Linked DNA regions of Pan troglodytes: regions 1 and 3 are each linked to region 2. The links are chromatin contacts, called in public HiChIP or PLAC-seq maps. All regions are on one chromosome and are shown on one strand. The core of a region is the stretch at or near the end of the contact, and the rest is flanking DNA. Distances in the headings are between cores, read along the strand shown. Region 1 holds the start of DOC2A (double C2 domain alpha). Region 2 holds the start of MAZ (MYC associated zinc finger protein). Region 3 holds the start of HIRIP3 (HIRA interacting protein 3).

Region 1 (4,886 bases), core at 549-3,048, 220 kb after region 2:
CCGGCCACAGAAGAGGAAACGGAGGTGCAGGGAGCGGAGTCTGCGAAGGACGCGTGGATGGCCAAGAGATGTGCCTCGGAAAGGGCCGAGGGACTTCCTCTGACCAACCCCCGACGGCCATTCCCAGCCATCCGTTTTCCTGCAGCCGCGGATGCAACCTGTGGAAGAGGCGGGAGGAGGCCCGGGAGTCCGCCCCGCTGCGCCTTCCCTAGGGTGGGAGCGTGGACTCAGGCGCGACCGCTGCTGCCACCTAGTGGGAGACGCCTGCTACTCCTCTCGGTTCCTAACCCCAGGGTCGTTCCCGGCTGAGCACTAAGGAGGGGGCGGGGGAGGACGGAGAGAGCCCTGTGCCCCTGGATCTGCGGATAGGATGCAAGGGGGAGCCTCAGAGAGGAACCCCCCCCGCCCCAGGAAGTGTGCATTGCCCACACTACTTTTCCCCTCTGTGCCGTGATTTCCTCCCGTGTATAAGGGAGGCAAGAGTACCTGCCTCTGGGCTGGGCTTGGTGGCTCACGCCTGTAATCCCAACACTTTGGGAGGCCGAGGCAGGCGGATCATCCGAGTTCAGGAGTTCAAGACCAGCCTGGCCAACATGGTGAAACCCCATCTCTACTAAAAATACAAAAATCAGCCGGACAGTGGTGGTGCGCGCCTGTAATCCCACTCCAGGAGGCTGAGGCAGGAGAATCGCTTGAACCCAGGAGGTGGAGGTTGCAGTGAGCTGAGATTGTGCCTCTGCTCTCCAGCCTGGCGGACAGAGTGAAACTCCATCTCAAAAAAAAAAAAAAGAGTACCTGCCTCTGAGGGTCAGTGCAAGAGCAAATGAACCAATTTGTGCAAGGTACTTGGCCATAAATGGGGTCCAGCCAGCATAGTAATAGGTGTTCAATAAATGCTACCCGCTGGGCATGGTGGCTCATGCCTGTAATCCCAGCACTTTGGGAGGCCGAAGCTGGAGGATCACCTGAGGCCAGAAGTTCGAAACCAGCCTGGGCAACATAGCAAGCCCTCATCTCTACAAAAAATGCAAAAATTAGCCAGGCATGGTGGCACATGCCTGTGGTCCCAGCTACTCAGGAGGCTGATGTGGGAGGATCACTTGAGGCCAGGAGTTCAAGGCTGCAGTAATCATACCACTGTACTCCAGCCTGGGTGACAGAGTGAGACCCTGTCTCTGAAAATACATAAAATAGGCCCGGCGCTTTGGGAGGCCGAGGCGAACAGATCACCTGAGGTGAGGAGTTCAAGACCAGCCTGACCAACATAGTGAAACCCTGTCTCTACTAAAAATACAAAAATTAGCTGGGTGTGGTGGCAGGCAGATAAAAGGAAGGGATTTATCCAAAGCTGTAATCCCAGATACTCAGGAGGCTGAGGCAGGAGAATCACTTGAACCCAGGAGGCAGAGGCTGTAGAGAGCCAAGATGGCGCCACTGCATTCCCACCTGGGTGACAGACAGAGACCCTGTCTCCAAAAAAATGAAAATAAATAAAACAAATGTTACCTGTGGTTGATCCAAGGGGTAACCGGAGGTGTGTGGCCCTGTGCCACCACCCCAAATTGTGCCTGTTGTCCAAACACAGCTTCCTTTAGTTCGGGCTTTCAGCAAGATGGCCCTGCCGCATCCCTCCTCTTTGTAAATGCTGGGGCTGCCACCATTATGGTTTTATCATCAGTGACATTCCAGGGGGTGAAGACTGGTCCCAACCTCTCCTCTCCTCTCCTCTTCTGATGAGAGTGAGGGATGGGGGAGGGGTCCCAGCTCCTAGCACTTTCTCCCCTCACCCCAAAGTGCCATCAGAACAGCTCTGGGCTGTGACATCACAGAGCCCCCACCTCATGATAGGAGTCATGAGGCTGTGGCCATGGGTGCTGGTGTGGGTGTGGCTGGCTGCACTAGGGGCCATAGAAACTGGTAAGAAGCTGTCTTGGGAGCAGCAGGAAGGCAGGCAGCTCTGGGAGCATAAAGTGTGATGCCCACTTAGGGACTCGGAAGCCAACCCTGCACCCTCTCATTTTCTCTCCACTCTTCTCTCCCATCCTGCTGGTCCCACCTACCCCCCAACAACTGCGGGCCTTGTCGTGGTGCACCCAGCTGACCCTGAGGGAAATCAAGACCCTCCACAGCCTCTGCAATAAGGCTGGGTAGTCTCACAGGGTCCCAAGTCAGCTTCCACCTCGAGAGATAAAGGCAGGGGTCAGCTTGGCTGTTGTCACAGAGTTTGCTTGGGTCCTAGCCCCCAGACCCAAGCGTGCCACGGCGTCAGCCCTGGGGACAGAGTCTCCGCGCTTCTTAGACAGACCTGACTTCTTCGATTATCCGGACTCAGACCAAGCCAGGCTACTGGCTGTGGCCCAGTTTATTGGAGAGAAACCCATCGTGTTCATTAACTCAGGTATGAACCAGCCTGAGAAGGGACCTCCCTCCCCGCCAGGGTCTGGAGGAGAGCAGCCCCAGACCCTTCATTGGGCCATCAGAGGGGAGTTAAGGGTCCTGTTTGTCTAGCAGGTTCCAGCCCCGGGCTCTTCCATCACATCCTGGTGGGCTTCCTGGTGGTGGCGTTCTTCTTTCTCCTTTTCCAGTTCTGCACCCACATGTAAGGCCTGCCCCCTTTCTCCAACCCCCCCCCACCACCACCTTCCTTGGGAGCGGCTGAAGACCCCAGTTCTAGCGGGGCAGGCTGTGACCTCTCCCCTCTGATCTCCATGCCCCACAGAAACTTCCAGAAAGGGGCCTAAAGAGCCGGACAAGGACTCTGGACTCAACCTGAGCACCCACACCCACCTCCTCTCCTGTTGATGAGCAAAAGTTCCCTGCTTTCCTCCTCCCTGACTGCCCAGCGAGCAGCCGGGGATCCTGTCCCCTCTGTTTCCCATGGCCCAAGCCCCCCACCTCCTCCCTTCCCAGCCCCAAAGAACTTGGTGGCAAGGGCCTTGGTGGCGTTCACGCAGATCGTCTTTTATTAGCGGTCTGTAAAGCACCTCCCAGGGTCCCCCGACCCCAGATTGGAGGAAGCCTTGAGAGGTCAGTAGCACCAGGGACATGGCAGGGCCCGAGGGCGCGATGTGCAGCCGATGGTGAGGGACTGGGCGCCCTCGCCTGCCCCCGGGGTTGTCAGCACTGGGAAGGCTTGGGGGTAGCAGCCACCTCCTTCCCCCAACCCAACAGACTAGTTCAAATTTGGGTAAATAAATAAAATAAATAAGATTCCTCAAGCTGGCCTACCCTGGAGAGGAGCCGTGGTTGCAGCCGGCCACTCGGGAGGCCCGAGGGCCAGCGGGGGTTAGTTGGGGCATCCTCTCCTCTCGGGTGATGGGGAGCCCTGGGGGATGGCAGCATAGGGGCTGGGATGGCCTTGGCAGAGGCGTCTCCCCACATTCTGACTCCTGGTCCCCTTGAAACCCTGTTGGTCTCCCTCCCCACAAGCCCTCCTGCCCTCAGTGGGTGGGAGGCGGTGCCCCCTCCCCTCCTCCAGCGCAGGGGTGTGCAGGAAGGGGGCAGAGTAGGGAGAAGAGGTCCCCTCTCTCCACCCCCTCAGTCCCCGAGAGATGGGGCCTCTTCCCTTTCGGGGTCATCGTCAGTCCTGGGGTTGTCCGGGCAAGAGGACCCTGGCTCCCAACCCCAGCCATCAGCCCCAGAGCCCTGTCTCCACGGGGGTGGGGGTGGGGAGAGGGAGGGTCCCGGAGGGTCCCGGCCCCCGGCCTCAGTCCTGGGCCTGGCAGGCCGGGGGCGGCCGGGAGCGGGGCCAGAAGAGGCGGCAGGCCCCACGGCAGATGAGGAAGAACCAGTAGAGCTGAGGGGCCAGGAGCAGCGCAGCGCCCAGGTTGACGTGGGCAGGGATGGCCAGGGGCACGGCCAGCAGGGGCAGGCCGGCATGGCGCCCGTAGGCCCAGTACAGGTAGGGAAAGAGCAGCACCCGGCAGCAGAGGAAGCTGAGCAGCATCAGGGCCCCGTTCACCTTGTGCAGCAGCGTGTGCTGCTGCTTGTACTGAGGAGACACAGACACAGTGGCCACGGCAGCAGAAGGGCTCGGCCCCCCTTGGCCCTCTCCCTGCCTCCCTGTGACCCTAGCAGGCAGCTCCTCCCAAACCAGACACTTTGCCAGGACACAAGCACCAGGTGCTCAAAATGCACGGGGTGAGGGGGGGATGACGAAGGGGCTAGAGCCCTTGGCAGCAACCTTGAAGGTCCCTCCCCTTCCTGTGACCTCCCCATTGGGCTCCCGCACCCTCCCATGCTCACTCACCTGGATGAGGATCTTGCCAAGGCAGACGAAGGGCGTGCTGACCTCTGCCATCAACATGCAACCCAGAAAGAAGTCTCCCTTCCCCTGTCGCCACACCTGGGCACAGAGGCAGGAAGGTGAGGAGCTGCGGCTCTCCCTGGGTTCTTGGGCAGCCCCCGCCCTTCCTCTTTCCCCTCTGTCACTTTGGGAGATGCTTGACTCTGAACATCAGAACACCTGGGTGCAGGGCTCGGTGCGGTGGCTCACGCCGGTAATCCCAGCACTTTGGGAAGCTGAGGCAGGTGGATCACGAGGTCAGGAGTTTGAGACCAGCCTGGCCAACATGGTGAAACCCCGTCTGTACTAAAAATACCAAAAAAATTAGCCAGGCGTGTTGGTGGGCACCTGTAATCCCAGCTACTGGGGAGGCTGAGGTGGGAGAATCACTTGAACTCAGGAGGCGGAGGTTTCAGTAAGCCGAGATCACACCACTGCACTCCAGCCTGAGTGACAGAGAGAGACTCCGTCTTGGAAAGAAAAAAAAGAGAAAGAACACCTGGGTGCAGGAGCAGGTGCATGACTTGGCTGCATCCCTCTCACGGTCCTGCAGAAAGACTGTGTCCCTTATGTAACAGGTGAGGAAACTGAGGCTCAGAGA
Region 2 (4,366 bases), core at 1,740-4,239:
CTGTAGGTGGTGATGAGGGAGGAGGTAGGTGGGGAGCAACTTCTTTTTCTGCTCAGCCCCCTACAGAAGCTAAGCAGCATGGACCCGGCCATGCTGGAGCGCCTCCTGAGCTTGGACCGTCTGCTTGCCTCCCAGGGGAGCCAGGGGGCCCCTCTGTTGAGTACCCCAAAGCGAGAGCGGATGGTGCTAATGAAGACAGTGGAAGAGAAGGACCTAGAGATTGAGGTACGTGTTTTAGGGATGTGGGAGCTGGGATTCCTGTTGGCCTTGACAAGCAATCCTTGGATCTTCAGACAGGGAAGGACACTCAGGCTGGACTAGAGTCCAGTTTTCTCCCAATACCGGAAGTTCTCCAGCTTCTGCTTGAATGTCCTTAACATGGCTGAACTTTGACAGACAATTGAGACCAGATGTGAGGGTGAGAAGAAAAAGTTCAAAGTAAAAGCAACAAATGTTAAACATTACATTTCCTAAAGCCCAGCTCAATTAATTGAGGACTGTACTTGAAAAGCCTTTCCCTTCAATACTTGCAGAGGCTTGTTCCACCTCTGGGTAGCCCCCTAATCACAGAAAGCCCTTAATTATGTTAGGCTCCACCTGTCTCCTGGTAACCTCCCACTGGTCCTAGCCCTGCCCTCTGGGGGCTCAGAGCCTTGCATACTCACCCTGGTAACCCACTGCCCTTCAGGCTGCCCTGGAGTTGGGTCTGGATCACATCTCCCTGATCCTTTCCAACAGAGGCTTAAGACGAAGCAAAAAGAACTGGAGGCCAAGATGTTGGCCCAGAAGGCTGAGGAAAAGGAGAACCATTGTCCCACAATGCTCCGGCCCCTTTCACATCGCACAGTCACAGGGGCAAAGCCCCTGAAAAAGGCTGTGGTGATGCCCCTACAGCTAAGTAAGTTTGACTCCAGGGGCTAGGGGGGCCAAGGCAGCTGAGATCCTATAAGGGAGGAAGTGTTAGGAGCAGCTGTCTCCATGTCATTCATATTCTCCCACCACATACCAGTCCCAGGGAGGGGTGAGGAGGCTCTGAGGCAGTGCTGGGGGTGCTCTGCCCTCGGGTGTTTAGTACAGTGGGATGGACAAACGAGTAGAGGATTGAAGATAATGCAAGACTGACTGAAATTCCTTTAAATGCGGGTATAAAAAAGGTCATGTGGAAACACAACAGGTTAACTCTGGATGGAGGGGAGCTGGGGAATCAGAAATGGAAGAACCGAAGGGCTACCAGGGAGGGTGAAAAGTACCCTTTGCCCTGACTCCAATTCTCAATTCCTACTTTCAGTTCAGGAGCAGGCAGCATCCCCAAATGCCGAGATCCACATCCTGAAGAATAAAGGCCGGAAGAGAAAGGTGAAAGTAGCTGGGGGCTTAGGCTACACCTGGAGCCCAGAAGTAAGGGGGAGTAGGCTCTAGGGGGAGGAGCGTTGGCCTTGGGGTTAAACGAACTGGATGATGGCCGCCAGCTAGTAACAGACCTCAACTTGCTTACCCCTGGAATGTGGTGATGGTTGGTTCCTTGCAGGGCATTTAGGGTGGAAGGCAGTGATGTGGATGTACCTCGCAGAGCGGATGTTCCACTGTGTAGCCTGGCTTCTACCCTCTACAAGCTTAAGAGGGAAAACTTAGGGAACTATGACCTAAGCAGTCAAGCATGAAACCACACATATGCACATACCCAGAATCGAACACCACTAGAACTACCCAAAAACTGAGATGGTTGGGGGAGGTATGATTTATTCATATTACTTTCTCCCATGTACTTTTTGAAAGACAGCTTATTCTTTCCCTTTTAGAGATGAGGGACCAGATTTAAGAGCTCATTTTGTGCTTTACATTCATTAACTCACTTGATCTCCACAGCAACTCCATGAGAAGGGTGCTAATATTACCACTGGGTACTGAGTAGTACCTCTCTTTCACTAGTTGCATAATGAGAATTACCCCAGAGAGTGACCTGAGGGCGGGATTTTGGACACACTTGACAAGAGAGGAAGAGGCTGGAGCGCAGGAGGTAGCCGGTGCTGGGCTCCTAGTTTTGGCAGAGGAGCCCAAAGCACTTGGCTGCCCTGCGTGTCACTCATCTCCCTTTGCCTCCCAGCTGGAGTCCCTGGATGCCCTAGAGCCTGAGGAGAAGGCTGAGGACTGCTGGGAGCTACAGATCAGCCCGGAGCTACTGGCTCATGGGCGCCAAAAAATACTGGATCTGCTGAACGAAGGCTCAGCCCGAGATCTCCGCAGTCTTCAGCGCATTGGCCCGAAGAAGGCCCAGCTAATCGTGGGCTGGCGGGAGCTCCACGGCCCCTTCAGCCAGGTAGCAGCCCACTGGACTGGGGGAGGGCGGGGGCAGGGGAGACCGGGTACCCCCGAGACTCTGTCCCCTATCGATCCTGTCCCGCCAGGTGGAGGACCTGGAACGCGTGGAGGGCATAACGGGAAAACAGATGGAGTCCTTCCTGAAGGTGAAGTCACGGCCCTGCCCCTCCTCTGCCTGTCCTGCGCCCCGCACCCCTCTCTAACGTCGCTGTCTCCCTCCCTCCTGTGTTGCAGGCAAACATCCTGGGTCTCGCCGCCGGCCAGCGCTGTGGCGCCTCCTGACCGTCGTCTCCTCACTCCGCCTTTTCAAAGTTTTGTATAACCCCGTGTTGTGTAAATACAGTTTTTGCTCCGGTGCTTCCGCCTGATTTTTGGGGCTGCGGGGGCGGGTCCGGAGTGTGACCGCCTCGGGGTGGGCCGCGAGCAAGGCCGGCGACTCCACTGGGCGCCATCTTCGGGGAACGACTCAGCGCAGGATTGTAAATACACCGCTGGAGTGGGGCGGGGAGGACGGTGGCCTGCAGGACGCAAAAAGCGGAAGCCGAAGCATGAGGCCTGCGACCGTTAGGCGGGCGCGCGCTCAGGGATTAGCCCCGCCCCGTCCGTGCCCCCGGCGCGCGCTCCCCCATTCTCCCGCTCGGCAACGACGGCGGCCTTGTGCGCGTGCGCGCGAAATAACGGCCGCTGGCGGAGGGAGGGGGGGTGGAATCGTTGGCGGGGGAAAGAGGAGAGAAGCCGCCCTGTCTCCCGCGCGCCCACCACCTGCGCCATCATCAGCCAATCAGCAGCCATCTCAGGGGTCTCGCGCTCGGGGCGACTCGGGCTGCTGGGTGGCTCCCCCGTCCCTCCTCCCGCCAGAGTCCCTCTCGCGCCTGCCCCTCCCGCTGGCCACGCGCGCGCTCGCGCTAGCGCTCGCGCCCGCTCCAGCCTCTTGTGTGTCCTCGCGCCCCCCGCCCGCCCTCCCCGCGCGTAGTGTGCTCCGCTTCCCCCACCCTCCACCTCCCCCCTCCTGCCCGCCCCGCGCGCCTCCTCCCCGGGTTCCCCCTCCCCCACCGCCGCCTCCTCCTCCTCCCGCCCCAGGGTGAGCGCGAGCCACCTCCCTCCCTCCCTCCGCCATGGATCCCAGCAACTGGAGCAGCTTCATCTTCCAGGTAACAACCCCCTCCCCCCGCCCCCACCCCCCTGCCCACACCCCCTCCTGCCCGCCCTCCCTCCCGTCCCACCCCCCCTCCGCGCGCCCGGTGCGCGCGCAGCTGTCCCCCTCCCTCCCTCGCGCCCTCCCCCGCCCTCCCCGAGGCGCCGGCTGGGCGCGCGCGCGGCGGGGGCCGAGGCTGCTCCCTCGCTCCCCCCACCCCGCCCCGCCAGGCTCCAACAGCCGCCGCTGCCGCCGCCGCCGCCGCCCGGGCCCCCGCCCCCGGCCCCGGCCCCGCGGGGCCTCCCGCCCCCACCCAGGGGGCGTCGTCGCCGCGGCGCTCCGCGGCCCGCAAGGCGCCCTCTTTCCCTCCCTCCCTCCCTCCCGCCGGCCGGGGTGCGCGGGCGGCGGGGCGGCCCGCGGGCCATGCGTTCGGCGCGGCCCAGCCCGGCCGGCCGGGGGCGGCGCCCCGAGCCCGGGCCCCGCGCGGCCAGCGCCCCCGGCCCCCGCTGAGCCCCGGGGGCCCCGCTGCGGCCGAGGCCATGTTCCCGGTGTTTCCTTGCACGCTGCTGGCCCCCCCCTTCCCCGTGCTGGGCCTGGATTCCCGGGGGGTGGGCGGCCTCATGAACTCCTTCCCGCCACCTCAGGGTCACGCCCAGAACCCCCTGCAGGTCGGGGCTGAGCTCCAGTCCCGCTTCTTTGCCTCCCAGGGCTGCGCCCAGAGTCCATTCCAGGTGAGTAGGGCCGGCCGCGGCGGCCCGGGCTGGGGGGGGGACGCCCGCCCGCACCCGCGGCCCACTCGGCGCCTTGTCTCCGCAGGCCGCGCCGGCGCCCCCGCCCACGCCCCAGGCCCCGGCGGCCGAGCCCCTCCAGGTGGACTTGCTCCCGGTGCTCGCCGCCGCCCAGGAGTCCGCC
Region 3 (4,642 bases), core at 1,985-4,484, 190 kb after region 2:
TGATTTTAATGACTTTAGGTGTGACCAGATCTCGGATCTCAAAGGTGGTCTTCAACCCCTTGACCTCTAATTCCTGTTTTCTTTGCTTTGACTTCAAAGATTCTTAGGTTTGCCTCCCACACAGACCCCGGGCAGCTCCATCCTCACCAATCTTCCCACAAGCCTCAGCAGCCAGAGTTCAGTGGAGACCTCATGTGACTGCAGAGGCTGGGCCTGTAGCCAGAGGCCTAGAGGGCTGGGACTGGCCCAGGAGGTCTGGGCTTTTCCCCACCCCTTTGAGGCTAACAGCCCGTGGACAAAGTGGCTGTTTGCATAAGGGAGAAGGCTTAAGCACTGGCTGCCCTCAAGTCATTCTATCCCTCTCCCAAGTGGGCATTAGGTTATCAGACTAGGCTAAAAGCAGAGGGGCCACTGGGTAGGCGGGCAGCACAGGAGCCACACACCCTTCTCCAAAAGGGTCTGGTGGCTGTTGGATGACAGGGTCTGGAGGCAGGGACTTCTTCCAGGAACCCGGGGGAAATTAAAGGGAACCAGGCCAGGGGAGGAGGTGGAGGCAGTGACTACTGCTCAGTTTCCTGGCCCAAAATACAGGAGGTGAGAATGGGGGACCAAATTTGACGAGGTGATTAAAAACACTCCTTTATTGAGTCTTAAAAAATAAACACCTTAAATGGACAGCGTGAAGCTGAGAAGTAGCATCCCAACAGCTTGTGTCCTTGGGAGCTGCAGTCTTCTCTGAAGGAAGCTGCTTCTGTTCCACAGACACAGGGCAAGAGGTGCTATGTATGCTTTGTACATGTATCAAGGGTCCCTCCTGGGGATGGCAGAGCTCAGTTACTCTCGCCATCACTGCTGATGATGCCACGCATATGTGACCAGTCTGGGGGTGCGGGACGGGGCCGCTCTTCATCTGAGTCCAGGGTCCGTCGGTACAGCTCCCCTGGGGGTGCTGCTTCTCCTAAAGGGTTCCAGGCTGTACGTCTGCGTGGCCGGCCTAGGGGAAAGGGGAAACGAGAGATCAGATGTCTGAGAATGTCCAACCCCACCTATCTGCTCCTGGGCAGTGAGAGGAAACCCCTTACCCGAGCCACTGATGATGTTTGCAACATCCAAGGAGGCCACCTCAGCTGCCTCCTCCCTCTGCTCCTTCAGGGCCCGACACTTCTCTAGGGAAGGGGTACCTGGGGCAGAAGAAGCTGGTGATTCTCTCCTCCCCAGCAGGAAGGCCCTCTCCTGCAGCCCCCAGGGCACGCCGGGCCTCACCCTTCATGCCTAGTGCTTCCAGTTCTGCCCGGAGGATACTCAGGCGCTCCTTGTGTGAGCAACAGGAGCCCAACAGCTTCTTGTAGTTTCGATGGGCACCACAGGCCCGAATGTAGCGCTTCAGCCTCATCACAGCCGGGTGGTCCTCTCCACGGCGACCTGAGCCAGCCTAGCAAGGAAAGACAGCAGCTGAAGGCCAAGCCTGCTGGGCCTGAGGCAGGGTCTCCCTCTTCCCTAATAGTGGCCTCCCACCCCTCCTCACCCTCACCTTCCCTCCTTTGGCCTCTGGACTTCCGTCTGAGGAGGAAGAGGAGCTTCGTGTCCTGCCTTTCCTGGAGCTCTTCTTGGAAGAGCGGTTCTTCCTCTCCCCCTGGGGGCCTCCCCCTGCCTCGCTGTCACTTACCTCCCTCTCCAAGTCACTTTCCTCACCACTGGTGCTGCCCAGTCTGGCCATCTTTCTAGAGCCTTTAGCTGTGGGTTCCCCCTTCCCACTGTCTTCCTCGTCCTCGCTGCTTCCACTCAACCTCTTCCCACCCTTAAGCTGGGTCCTGTCCTCACTGTTCCTCTGCACTGGGGGTTCTCTATCTCCCCCACTGTCATCCCCACTGCCTGCTGCCTCTTTCTGCTCTTCCTCGCTGTCTGAGTCTCCCAGGAGCCTCTTTGCCTGGCTTTTCTGCTTACAGCTTCTCTCCTCCCTAGCTGACTTTCTCCGGCCATTGCTCCTGGTTCTGGGTTTCCAATCCCCCTTTTCCTCATCCTCTTCTTTCTCTTCCTCCCCCACTTCCTCCTCTCTGTGCTCTTTCTTCTGGGCTAGGATCTCCTCTTCACTCTCCTGTTCACTTTCCTTCAGGCTTTTAGTTCCTTTATTTCCCTCCACCTTCTTTGCTGTCCTCTGAACGGGTTCTGCCTCGCTCTCCTCACTTTCTTCCCTGGCCTGCTTCCTACTGACTGAGGCCTTGCCTGGTGCCTGCTTCTTTACCACAGGTTTCTTCCTAGTCTTCCCCTTGTACCCCTTTTCCTCCTCCTCACTGCTCTCCTCTCCCCTCTGTGCGGGCAGGTCCCTCTGCCGTTCCTCATCACTGCTCTCCTCAACTGCCTTTGAGGCTCGCCTTGGATTCTCCTCTTTGGCTGGGCTGACTTCTGCTGCCACCCCATTCTTTGCTGGGGGTCCAAAGTAGTCTGGGCTGGAGGCTTCAGAGCCGGACTCTGGAATATGGAGAGGAGAGAGGGTTGAGACAGGCTCCTCCTGTCCCTTCTCCCTTCACTTCGGATAGGTTGCCTCGAGCCCTGCCCTGACAGTTGGAGGGGCAGCAGGAAACAGCTATCTGTACTTGCTGTTCCCGGTTCTTGACTCACTAGCCTTGCTCCCTCATCTAACGCCTGGGGACATAAGAGATGCGCAGTGAATGCTTCTTGATTGAACCAACGATGCAGAAGGCCCCCACAGCAGGGAGGAAGCACTAACCCGACTCTGAATTGAAGCGGAACCTTTTTCTCTCCGGGTCGCTACAAGGGGTGGGAGGCCTCTTGCCCTTCTTGGTAAGGTCCAGTTTGTCTTCCCTGGAAGCGGCTTCATCCACCTGTGTGTGCGCCAAGAGGGCAAACTATGCACCAAGGCTGCGCTCACCGCGCCCCGTCAGGCCCCTCCTCCTCAGCAGCAAGCCCCGCCTCCGCCTCCCGCGGCCCAGGCTCCGGCCCGGCACACCTGCATCTTCAGCAGCTCCTCCTCCACCAGCCGCTTCAGTGCCTGCTTCTCCTCGGGCTCCAGGTGGCTGCGGCCGGAGTGAGCCAAGTACCTCCGCCGCACGATGGAATGCGTAAGCGTGCTGCAGGGACATGGTGTCAGGACGGAGTCCCGTCCCACCCGCGCCCTTTCCAACCCCATCTCCAACCCCCTGGGCACCTGAGGTCCGGGCGGCCTCGGAAGAAGCTACGGGTGAACTCCTGCATCTCCTTCTCCCGCGCCATTTTGCTCAACCCGGGATTGACGGCTCCCGCCTTTTTTTCTTCTCGGCCTCCGTCAGCGCGTTTGACAGCGGCTCGCGCACGCGCAGTGCTGCGGCAACGTGGGGCGAGGGACCGTTGGCCCTTGGCCGCGGACCGCGTGGGCCGAGAACTTTGCCAGACGAGACTTGTTTTCTCTGGGCAGTTGGAGGGTCTCGCGGCTCCTACCCTTTTTTGGAACGGATCATTTTTAAAGTTCTCGTTAGAAACCAATTCGGCGCCGGCACCCTTTGGGTGAAACGTAATCAGCCCGCGACGCTGCCTTCCTCACTGGTCACGGGCAACAGCTAGGCTGCTGTTATTTCGCAAGGCAGAAGAGAAAAGGCATCCTCGCGAGCAGATGAGGAACCTCGGGGATAAATCCTTTTGTGGCTTCAAGTGTCTAAGTACATTAGAGTCAGGAACGGCGCTTTCCAGCGTCCGCCATTTTTGTGGCGTCACCGCGTCGCTGCTACGCCATCCCCAGCGCAGCCACTCGCTGCCGCGCTCCTGTCCCAGTGTCCCCCGGGAGGTCGGCCCATGCGGTGACGCCGCCTGAGCGCGGAGTACGCCGGGAGTTGTAGTCCTGACGGCACAGCCTTGCAGCGTCTCCGGAAGTGGAGGCGGGAGCGGCAGGGCAGCCCCTGCTTGGGGTAGCGGGAGGGCAGACTCTGGGCGCCACTCCCGGGCCGGTCATGAACGGGCCGGCGGACGGCGAAGTGGACTACAAAAAAAAATACCGGAATCTGAAGCGGAAGCTCAAGTTCCTCATCTACGTGAGTGCTGCCGCGGGAAGGCTGTGGGGGATGAGGCCTGGCGCGGACAAGATCTCAGTTTACCCAGGTGTAAAGTGGGTGGGGCGAGCGGCCGCTGGTTCCGGGGCCCTTCACAGAGGACCGTTGGCCCAGCGCACCCCTTGCCCGTGATACAGGAGCACGAGTGCTTCCAGGAGGAGCTGAGGAAAGCGCAAAGGAAATTACTGAAGGTGTCCCGGGACAAGAGGTGAGGCACGTTGCAGGGGCGGAGGGCGATGTGGTTCCTAGGGAATCTACATTCGGACCCCATCCCCGAGTAGGGCCACAAGTGCATGGGCTCTTTCAAGGATCCGATGGGCCAGCTGGGAGGGACAGGTACCCAGGAGGACATTGCTGCGCTGGAAAATCACTGTCCGTGTCTCCTTCCCTCCCCTCAGTTTCCTCCTAGACCGACTTCTGCAGTACGAGAACGTGGATGAAGACTCTTCGGGTGAGCAAGGTCTTCAAAAATTGGTGGAGAGCATGGTTCCTGGTACTTAGCAAGCTTCCTGGGCCCCCGCCTTTTAGGCAGTGGTGGCTGATGCAGCCCCCAGTGGTCCTTAAGCCTAGTTGCTTGCCTTCCACCTCCACCGTTCTTTCAT

Evidence for each region. HiChIP or PLAC-seq counts read pairs in DNA pulled down with a chosen protein or histone mark.
Region 1: an H3K4me3 HiChIP or PLAC-seq map of stem cell-derived excitatory neurons shows a contact between it and region 2, with 8 times the contacts expected there. The contact joins the promoter of DOC2A here to the promoter of MAZ in region 2. A contact is called at or near these places in 1 of 7 Hi-C or Micro-C datasets (stem cell-derived neural progenitor cells) and 1 of 1 datasets of contacts at active chromatin or transcription factors (stem cell-derived excitatory neurons).
Region 3: an H3K4me3 HiChIP or PLAC-seq map of stem cell-derived excitatory neurons shows a contact between it and region 2, with 5 times the contacts expected there. The contact joins the promoter of HIRIP3 here to the promoter of MAZ in region 2. A contact is called at or near these places in 1 of 7 Hi-C or Micro-C datasets (stem cell-derived neural progenitor cells) and 1 of 1 datasets of contacts at active chromatin or transcription factors (stem cell-derived excitatory neurons).

Annotation. Positions count from the first base shown.
Region 1 is chr18:32,176,998-32,181,883 of NHGRI_mPanTro3-v2.0_pri, reverse strand. DOC2A (double C2 domain alpha) reads right to left here and starts at 1,798. Exons shown (of 12, transcript XM_063796939.1): 1 at 1,507-1,798. TLCD3B (TLC domain containing 3B) reads right to left here. Exons shown (of 6, transcript XM_016928785.4): 5 at 4,250-4,345; 6 at 2,941-3,991. The coding sequence ends at 3,707. It overlaps C16H16orf92 (chromosome 16 C16orf92 homolog), which reads left to right and starts at 1,711. Exons shown (of 5, transcript XM_024349484.2): 1 at 1,711-1,917; 2 at 2,240-2,398; 3 at 2,512-2,599. The coding sequence starts at 1,734.
Region 2 is chr18:32,396,568-32,400,933 of NHGRI_mPanTro3-v2.0_pri, reverse strand. MAZ (MYC associated zinc finger protein) reads left to right here and starts at 2,989. Exons shown (of 6, transcript XM_016928774.4): 1 at 2,989-3,470; 2 at 4,099-4,185; 3 at 4,271-4,366. The coding sequence starts at 3,435. It overlaps KIF22 (kinesin family member 22), which reads left to right. Exons shown (of 14, transcript NM_001280277.1): 9 at 57-225; 10 at 739-898; 11 at 1,289-1,356; 12 at 2,105-2,317; 13 at 2,406-2,465; 14 at 2,554-2,674. The coding sequence ends at 2,601. LOC129137429 (a long non-coding RNA gene) reads right to left here. Exons shown (of 2, transcript XR_008540009.2): 2 at 1,721-2,837.
Region 3 is chr18:32,206,336-32,210,977 of NHGRI_mPanTro3-v2.0_pri, reverse strand. It overlaps HIRIP3 (HIRA interacting protein 3), which reads right to left and starts at 3,234. Exons shown (of 7, transcript NM_001280458.1): 1 at 3,167-3,234; 2 at 2,969-3,089; 3 at 2,729-2,843; 4 at 1,532-2,469; 5 at 1,264-1,432; 6 at 1,083-1,181; 7 at 624-994. The coding sequence starts at 3,231. The coding sequence ends at 831. INO80E (INO80 complex subunit E) reads left to right here and starts at 3,888. Exons shown (of 9, transcript XR_010152328.1): 1 at 3,888-4,022; 2 at 4,178-4,248; 3 at 4,439-4,491.